Regions from separate parts of the Mus musculus genome. Here region 1 is linked to region 2. The links are chromatin contacts, called in public Hi-C maps. All regions are on one chromosome and are shown on one strand. The core of a region is the stretch at or near the end of the contact, and the rest is flanking DNA. Distances in the headings are between cores, read along the strand shown.

Region 1 (4,116 bases), core at 148-2,647, 570 kb before region 2:
ATTCCTCCCCCCAGTTTCCAGGGAGGCAGTTGGCCCATATGTAACCTTGATTTACTGAAAGGCCTGAGGAAAGTTTTGATTTTCAATCTGTTCATCTGCTTGTACATTTCAGTTGGCTATGGCAATAACCTATGTTTGCTGGGCCAGAGGCTGCGAGCATCCTCACGTCTTCGTGGCTTGTGTCTCCAAGTACATAATGGCAGTCTTACCTGTCCCAGGTCTTGAAAGAAATCTAACAAGTATTTAATCTGTTGTGGACTTCTTTGCTTTGTAATAAGTGATTTAGTTTTCTAACCATGGGCATGATGCTAAAGGTATGAACCATCTTCAAGAACTGCCCCAAGTTTGGAATTTTTCTCGTTAAACATTTGTCAATCTTAATATTGCCAAACATATGGAAATATTTTTAAATTCATAGTTACAATTTCTGTGTCTAAATTAATAAGTAGTATGTAAGGCTGGGTGAACACATTGGGAGCCATTCCTCCTGTATCTCTGTATCCAGAGTCCCCTCAAACACTGAGATGATAGAGAAACACAAAAAAAGGAATATTGTGCTTTTGTTTCATGAAAACTAAATGCTTATGAGGGGAATGATGGCTAAGTTGGGGGGGGGGCAAAAAAGGAAGAAAATGCTTATGTTTACATGATGGTTCAATCACTAAGGAAAGCACAATAGCTCATGATAAATATTACAAGAATGTCTCATTGCCCTGATTATGCATACACACTGGCCAGTCAGCCTGTGGCCTTTCACTGAGTGCCACTCACCCCATCAAGAGTAGCATAGAGTCCCCCCTAGTCACCTGGCGACTGAGGTTTCTGATTTCCAACGCAATGAACAGCCTGATCAATCATGTTCATTCTGAAGGTTCATTCCAGAACTATAATTAGAAAGGTAGGAAGCCAAATGGTGACATAGGATTGAAAGAGTCTTAGAAGCCCCTTTGTCCTCTGCCACACTGCAAAGCCTATGGATATGGCTAAAACTGATTGGCAGCAGGGACGGGCACATGGCACGCAGGAGTCTGTGTGTTCCCTCTTATTTACCACTCTGTGTATAGAGAAGAGCTATGGTACCTGGGACATCATATCTATACTTGATTTCATACTATGCTAGAGAAGGAAATGCCAAATAGAAGTCACCAGCACAAAGGACATAGTGGAAAAGCTTGAACCAACATAAGGTCTGCCTACATCATTGCTCATAACTTAAATCACATATTCATGGCAGGGTTCAGCCTCACCTAGCACAGGACTGGGCACAGTATAGCAGTGGCTGATGGATTCAAGGAACAACTCATTACCTATTTGAGTTGGAGTGTCACCTGACATGTCACTCAGCACACATGGAGAGTGACAAGCTGATGCTTCTTACTTCCATTGTCCTTGAGAACAATCCTATAGGAAGCTGCGCTAACTTGGGTCCATGAGCTGGTCATGCAGCAAACAGGCACGCCAGCCTTGGTGTCTTCCTAGAAACTTCATTTGGCTAATTCCAAAGCTTGTTTTTTACAGACCTTGAATTTCTTCTCTTTATATGTGAAATATTAATAGATTCCAGAAAACCTTCAGGAAACTTGAAAAATTAAAAATAAACTGGTAATTTCGTTTGCAGTCTTTAAATGTCCTTTAAAAATCTTTGCTTTCATTCAAGCGTTTGACTTGTATAATGGATATAGAAAAATCTCTAGTCACATAATTCCTCCAGAATTCAAAACGTAACTACTGCACAGTTTTTCTAAATTTCCCTTTGCTATTTTTTCCAGCTGGCTCCACAGTGATATCACAGCTATTAGGGGACAATCAGCTCACGGGTGGCGCTGTAAATGCTGCTCAGACAGACACATCTGCTGCTCTGACTTGCGCAGCTCCTTGGGCTTCATTCTGGCTCAGAAGCTCAGTCACAGGGTTCTAAATAGGAGCTGGACCAACTGGGACTTCCTGCGTCAAGCGACTTTGTTTGGAATTGTTTTGCTTCTGCAACGCCCCCTTAATCAAGTAATGCTGTGGGTATTTTGGGCATGTGAGCATGTGGCTGTGAATAGATGCTAAAATCTTCCAGCTTTCAAAGATTCTTGTGTTTCTTTGTGAATGTCTGTATGACAGTCCCCCAGCATATTTGAAAGGAAGCATTTGGCTTATGGAGGCAGAAAAGGGTTGCTTGGAATAGAAGGTGTCCACTCAGCCTCCCACCCAGTGAGAACTCTGACCCAGCACCAAAGCCCATGGGCAGAGTCGTTTTTATGAATTAGGTGTTCTATGCGATCCTTCTTAGATCATCATAATACTCTTTAAATCCACAACATTTTGTGTCAAGTATTTCCTCCTCCTCCTCCTCCTCCTCCTCCTCCTCCTCCTTCTCCTCCTCCTCCTCCTCCTCCTCCTCCTCCTCCTTCATATGCACTATGCAGCCCGGGCTGCCTTTAAACTATTGATTTTTGAATTTTAATTTCCCAAGTTCTGAATTATAGGCATGTGACCATTGTGTCTGACCAAATCTCCCCCACGCCCCCTCACGAATTTGAAAAATTATTTTGGAAAACCATATTGAAAAATACTAATTAGATCAAAAGTGAATGTTTCTGAGTCCCTCTGTCTGGAGTCAGGGCTACCCCAGTTACAGTGCTACCCCAGCCTATAACAGTTTTGAGCCTCTCTATGCTGAAAGCCCGAGCTGCCAGCATGTTTTTATGAAGGAAGGCACGGTTGTCATGCTTTACCATTAAGTACTGTTTACACAAATTAGGAAAATTAACTTGTTAATCTCATCAATTCCAACTTTCTGTCATAGCTTCCGGATGTGGTATGCACATATAAATGAAATCCCTGCCGATTGTTAACTTGTAGAATTCATGGGAATAGCCAGATCAGTAGACCAAGAATAGATTTTGGGCATTATGACTGAACCATCAGGTTAGTCTACCTCAGCCCCTTGAGAATGTAGAGGATCCTCACTAAAGGCTGTAATTCCTTCCCAGGAGTGCGGCCAAACTTTTTCCACTATGATAACATTTTCTTTATCCTATATGATGGAAGAACCTCAAAATCTATCACAATGTCTATCCTAAGTGCCCCTACAGTCTGGGTTTATAGTGTCTTGCCTGTGCCCTGCTGCAGGCCTACATGTTCCCTAGGAGGTCACATGGCTGTCCCACGTTATGCTGCAGTCCTGTGGGCACATGGCTCTCCTGTGTCCTGCTGCAGTCCGTTTGTGTTTCTCTTTCCTCTGAGTTGTGTATGATCATTGGAATCCCAAGTCAGAGTAGCTGAGGTCACCTACACAAGACCTTCATGAGATCAAGCCTATGAGCATTCCTTTGTGGAGGAAAAGTGGGGGTGAGGCGGGGGGAGTGAATCCTGAGCCCCAAGAGGTTTATGACCATCAGGAGATCTTCAGGAAGCCCTTCCATTCCTGAGGTTACATAGGAGGTAAAAGCTTAACTGATGGGACTCTTTTGTAAGGTAGCTGCTATGCATTGCCCACTGGACTTCTTAGTACTGCCCTTGGGTCACCTATGTTCATGCAAGTAACCTCAAGTTCACTACCCTGGGCTTGAGTGGAATCCTTTCTTTGGTTGACCAGTATTCTCTCTGAAGTGAATAGCACTTTTTTTTGTCTCTAGGAAAAGCTACGCAGCATCTGTGTGTTTAACTAATAGTAGGTAGCATTTCTGATGCTTGAAGAAAATCCACATATGTGATGGTCACCTTAGGGCCTAGTGATGATGCTTCATATCTAGGGGATTCCCTGGGATTTCTCCCTCAGCTCCTCTGGGAAAAGACCTGTTGTTTGGCAGTTATGATTAGAATTTGTCTTTTTGGAAAAGTCCTGGAGAACAGACCAGTCTTCCATGTGTGTGTCTTGTCCAAGCTCTGAGAGTGGCTTTTGGTGACTGTACTGGCTGGTTTGTGTGTCAACTTGACACAGGCTGGAGTTATCACAGAGAAAGGAGCTTCAGTTGGGGAATTGCCTCCATGAGATTCAACTGTAAGGCATTTTCTCAATTAGTGATCGAGGGGGAAAGGCCCCTTGTGGGTGGTGCCATCTCTGGGCTGGTAGTCTTGGGTTCTATAAGAGAGCAGGCTGAGCAAGCCAGGGGAAGCAAGCCAGTA
Region 2 (3,862 bases), core at 17-2,516:
CTGGACTTTGCAAGACTCTGAAATAGAAATTGCTTCACAATGGTTCAATTTTCTATTCTTTAATATAAGAACGTTTATCAGCTGAAAAGTAAACAGTGCCTTTGAAACAGTAAATATTCACCAGTAAAATGTATTTGAAACACAGTTTTCATATGATCTATTTCACTACAACCAAAATTAAATATACTTGGAAAATGAGAATGCAGATGACTTTGTGCATTTGGGGGACATCAATGACACTTTGAGAAGCAAAGCTATAGGGGACAACACACACACACACACACACACACACACACACACACACACTTACTATGCAAAGCCAGATGCCTCAAAGCACAGAGGAAAAGAAACCTCGGCACCTGGAAATTCAGTAATAAACTACTGAAAATGAAAAAAAGGTTTCATTTTCTCCTAAAGTATACCCATGACCATTATAAATCTAGGAAAACTTTGCTCGTAGCCTCTCTTGACAACCCTCTGTAGCACATGCTCCATGAAGCACTGCGTATTCCTCTCAACAGACTGAGATGGGCTTCCAGTGTTTGTGCAAAATTAAGATCCATGTGAAATTATCTTTATGGCGAACTCAGCGGCTCGTTGTAGCTGTGAAAAGAAAATAAGATGCAAATGAACAGCGTGAGCAGGAAAGCTGCCTGCAAATCCTGAGATTGGGAAGCCAGCCTAGTGGGGGAGTCTAAAAGGAAAGCTGGCCAGCTCTGTTCCAGTTCACCAGATTTCTGAAAACAGAGATCATCAAAACACGATCCACACAGAACGCTGAGTGAATCCCAGGTGACCAGAGTCAGCCAAGGGCAGCACGTGGGAGCCTGGGGCCTCTGTGGCTTTGGACAGGAAGACATTGGCTTTCTTTCACTTCTTTTGCTTTGTATTTGTGAACATGTCTGGAAGTATGTAGCCTGTTTCTTTGTCCTGGCATACGGTATCTTCATGTATAATGGCTTCTTGCATTCCAGTTATGAATATGCAAGAGGTGGGATTCTAGAGGCCAGTGTGCCTCCCAGAGCAGATGGCACTTTCAGGACATACACATAGAAAGCCGGGACAGGGAATAAGTCATGTTACTCTCTAGAATTTGGATTTCTGTTCTAGACAAACAGAAGAGACCAAGTTGAAATTCTTAGGATCATTGACTCTAGCCTCAACCACAAGTCCGAGATAGCCTGGCCACCTGCCTGCTGGGTAGATCTTGAGATGCAAAAGAATGCCACAGGTCTTAGAGAAGCACTCTGTTTCCCCCTGCTGGTCAAGAAATCCATTGCAGAGTATCTCCCCACTCCCTACCAGGAAGAATGAAAGGAGACTCCAGGTCTCTAGGCAGCCACACACTTCCAGGAACCCACATTAACAACACAGCTGCCAGCCAGTGGCCAGGAGGCAGTCCCCATTTATCTGCCTATTTGAAGCTTGTTCCCTAGTAAGAAACAACCCTTCTCTTTCCCTTCTTTCTTTCCTTCCTCGCCAAGTGTCTGCCCCAGCAGCTCCCCTGAGAAGTCAGCACACAGACCAAGGTCTGCTGGCAGCCAGTTTTCTCTTGTTTATCCTTCCTTTGCCTGTCTAATTCATTCGGCCCCAGAAAGTTGAGGGAAGATGGGCAGAAGAGAAGATGCTCTCCTCTGATGCGGATGAATGAGACACCTCTAGTCATCCCAAACATAATTAATTTAAAATCTATCCGGCTCCACAGAGAGTTTAGAAGATCACAGAGGAGAAGTGTTTCTGTGGGAAATTTTTCAACAGAAAAATCTTTAGTTCAAAGATAAAATTTGAAATAATCAACCTTTCTTTAAAGTTGGGCAAAATGGAAGCATAAGCAATACATGATCGTGATAATTTAAATATCAGCTTAATATTGGTCAATAATAGGATATTAGTTCACTGGCAGCTACTATTCCCCAGAAATGCACATGACACTCACATATGCATGTGCGCGCGCGCACACACAAACACACACACACACACACACTCACACATATACACAGACACACACAGAATTTTTCTCCATAGGTAATTGTTCTACACAAGCATTTAGCTCTCACATAATGCTTCTACTAAGTTCAACCTCCACCTGGGTACCAAATAGGTAAAGACTATGTAGTCAAGCACCCTAAGGCTCATAGTGCACAGGGCACACAGTGAAGAACTGATCCTGTTTCGTTCGGCTGTATCCCACTCAGAGGGTCTTTATTCTGCTAAGAAAGAGGGAATGAGTTGGATAATTTAAGTAGACACTTGAGGGGATGGAGGGAGTGGACACGGGTGTGTAAGGGTGCTTCTGCCCATGTGCATGTGTATAGAGGCCAGAAGAGGGTATCGGGGTTCCTACTCTATCACTCTCTACATTATTACCCTAAGACAGTTTTGATTACCGAACCTGAAGTTAGACTGGCAGCCAATAAGCCTCAGTAATCTTTCTATCCCTGCTCTGTGCAGTATTGCAGTAAAAGGTGCATGCAGCCATGTCAAACTCTCTTCCTGGATAATGGGATCTGAGCTGAGGTTCTAACGCTTATGCAGTGAGTGTTCCTATATACACTAATCCATTTTTTTAGTGCCGGATGGCAATACATTTTAAAGTAAGGGGGAATCAAGCTACCATACCTAGAGCTTTGACAATTAAACCGTATCCTTGTAGATTTCGAGGATCTTAACAGTCCATGGAAAGGAGTGTGGTTTTCACTCTGTGGACATCAGGGTCTTTGTGTTGTGAGGGGAGGCACAACCCAGCATGTCTATATTTAGAAAGCCACCTGACTTACAGCAAGAACAAAAAAAGAAGTGAGTTGTCTGAGACATAACTTTTCCCACTCAGCAATGGGGGTGTACAGAACTTTCCAAAAGGCATTAAGGCAGTGAAAGGAAAAGACACACATTTTCAAGGGTCCCCAACTCCACTTGACTCCAGACAACATGTCAAAGACTATCTTAGTCATTGTACTGTTGCTGCAAAGAGAGACGACGACCAAGGCAATGCCTATAAAAATAAAACATTTAATTGGGGACTTGTTTTACAGTTTTAGAGAGTTAGTCTAAGATGATCATGGTGGGCAGATAGGCATGGCATTGAGAGCTTTGCATCCTGACCCGTAGGCTCCAGGCAGAGAGAGAGAAACAGACGTTCACGAAGGGCGGGGGGCAGCAGACTGATCCTATTGTGGGCTTTTGATACATTTACACCTACCCCCAGTGACACATCTCTTCCAACAAGGCCACACCTATTCCAACAAGAACATATCTCCTAATCCTTCCAAATAGTTCCACTAATTGAGCCAAGCATTCAAAGAGATGAGCCTATAGGTACCATTGTTATTGAAATCATGACAGAGGCCATGAATACTAGTGGGGACAGAAGTAGTTCAAGTTGAAGATGAATATTTGGAGGAGGATAGCCAGAAATAAAAGCCAAATTAAGCAAAGATGTCATAGAGGAGGAAGAGAAGAGAAGTCAAGAACCAAGGCTGGGGCAAATAGGACCATAGACAAGAGATCCAGCATCTTCTGGCCCTCTGAACTCAACAGGCCTATCACAGAGAGCCCTGCAATGTGTTTATAAACAGAGAGAAGAAATAACATGCTCACAGTAAGAGCACTGAGCAGGATGTCGCATTCCAGCTGTGGTGAAACTGCTCATTAAGGACAAAGTCCATCATGACCAGATAGTTGCTGGGCTTGTCACATTAGGGGAGATAATGTCCCTTCAGTAGTGGGTGTTCTCCTTCCCTGCACTTGTTGAGAGAATTCTAGGTCTCCATGCCTATCTCTACCTGAGGAATGTCACAGAGCCTCAATGAGTTCATAAGACCAATTTCATTTCTTCTGACAAAACCTGTTTCAGCCAGCACCT

The links. A called contact is a pair of places that touch in the nucleus more often than the background predicts.
Region 1: a contact with region 2 is called in a Hi-C map of cortical neurons, with 2.3 times the contacts expected there. The contact joins two enhancer-like sites. A contact is called at or near these places in 3 of 39 promoter capture datasets (the C10 cell line, liver and pre-B cells) and 1 of 484 Hi-C or Micro-C datasets (cortical neurons).

Annotation. Positions count from the first base shown.
Region 1 is chr12:30,696,267-30,700,382 of GRCm38.p6, reverse strand. No RefSeq gene overlaps it. Among named protein-coding and RNA genes, the nearest start is that of Tmem18, 110 kb to the right of the region's middle. Within about 2 kb of position 1,397, at least 12 of the 459 cell types and tissues checked have an H3K27ac peak or open chromatin away from gene starts, as enhancers often do. A contact at or near this core is called in cortical neurons, where this site is marked.
Region 2 is chr12:30,126,160-30,130,021 of GRCm38.p6, reverse strand. The region is part of intron 2 of Tpo (thyroid peroxidase); the gene reads left to right. Among named protein-coding and RNA genes, the nearest start is that of Tpo, 4.5 kb to the left of the region's middle. Within about 2 kb of position 1,266, at least 34 of the 459 cell types and tissues checked have an H3K27ac peak or open chromatin away from gene starts, as enhancers often do. A contact at or near this core is called in cortical neurons, where this site is marked.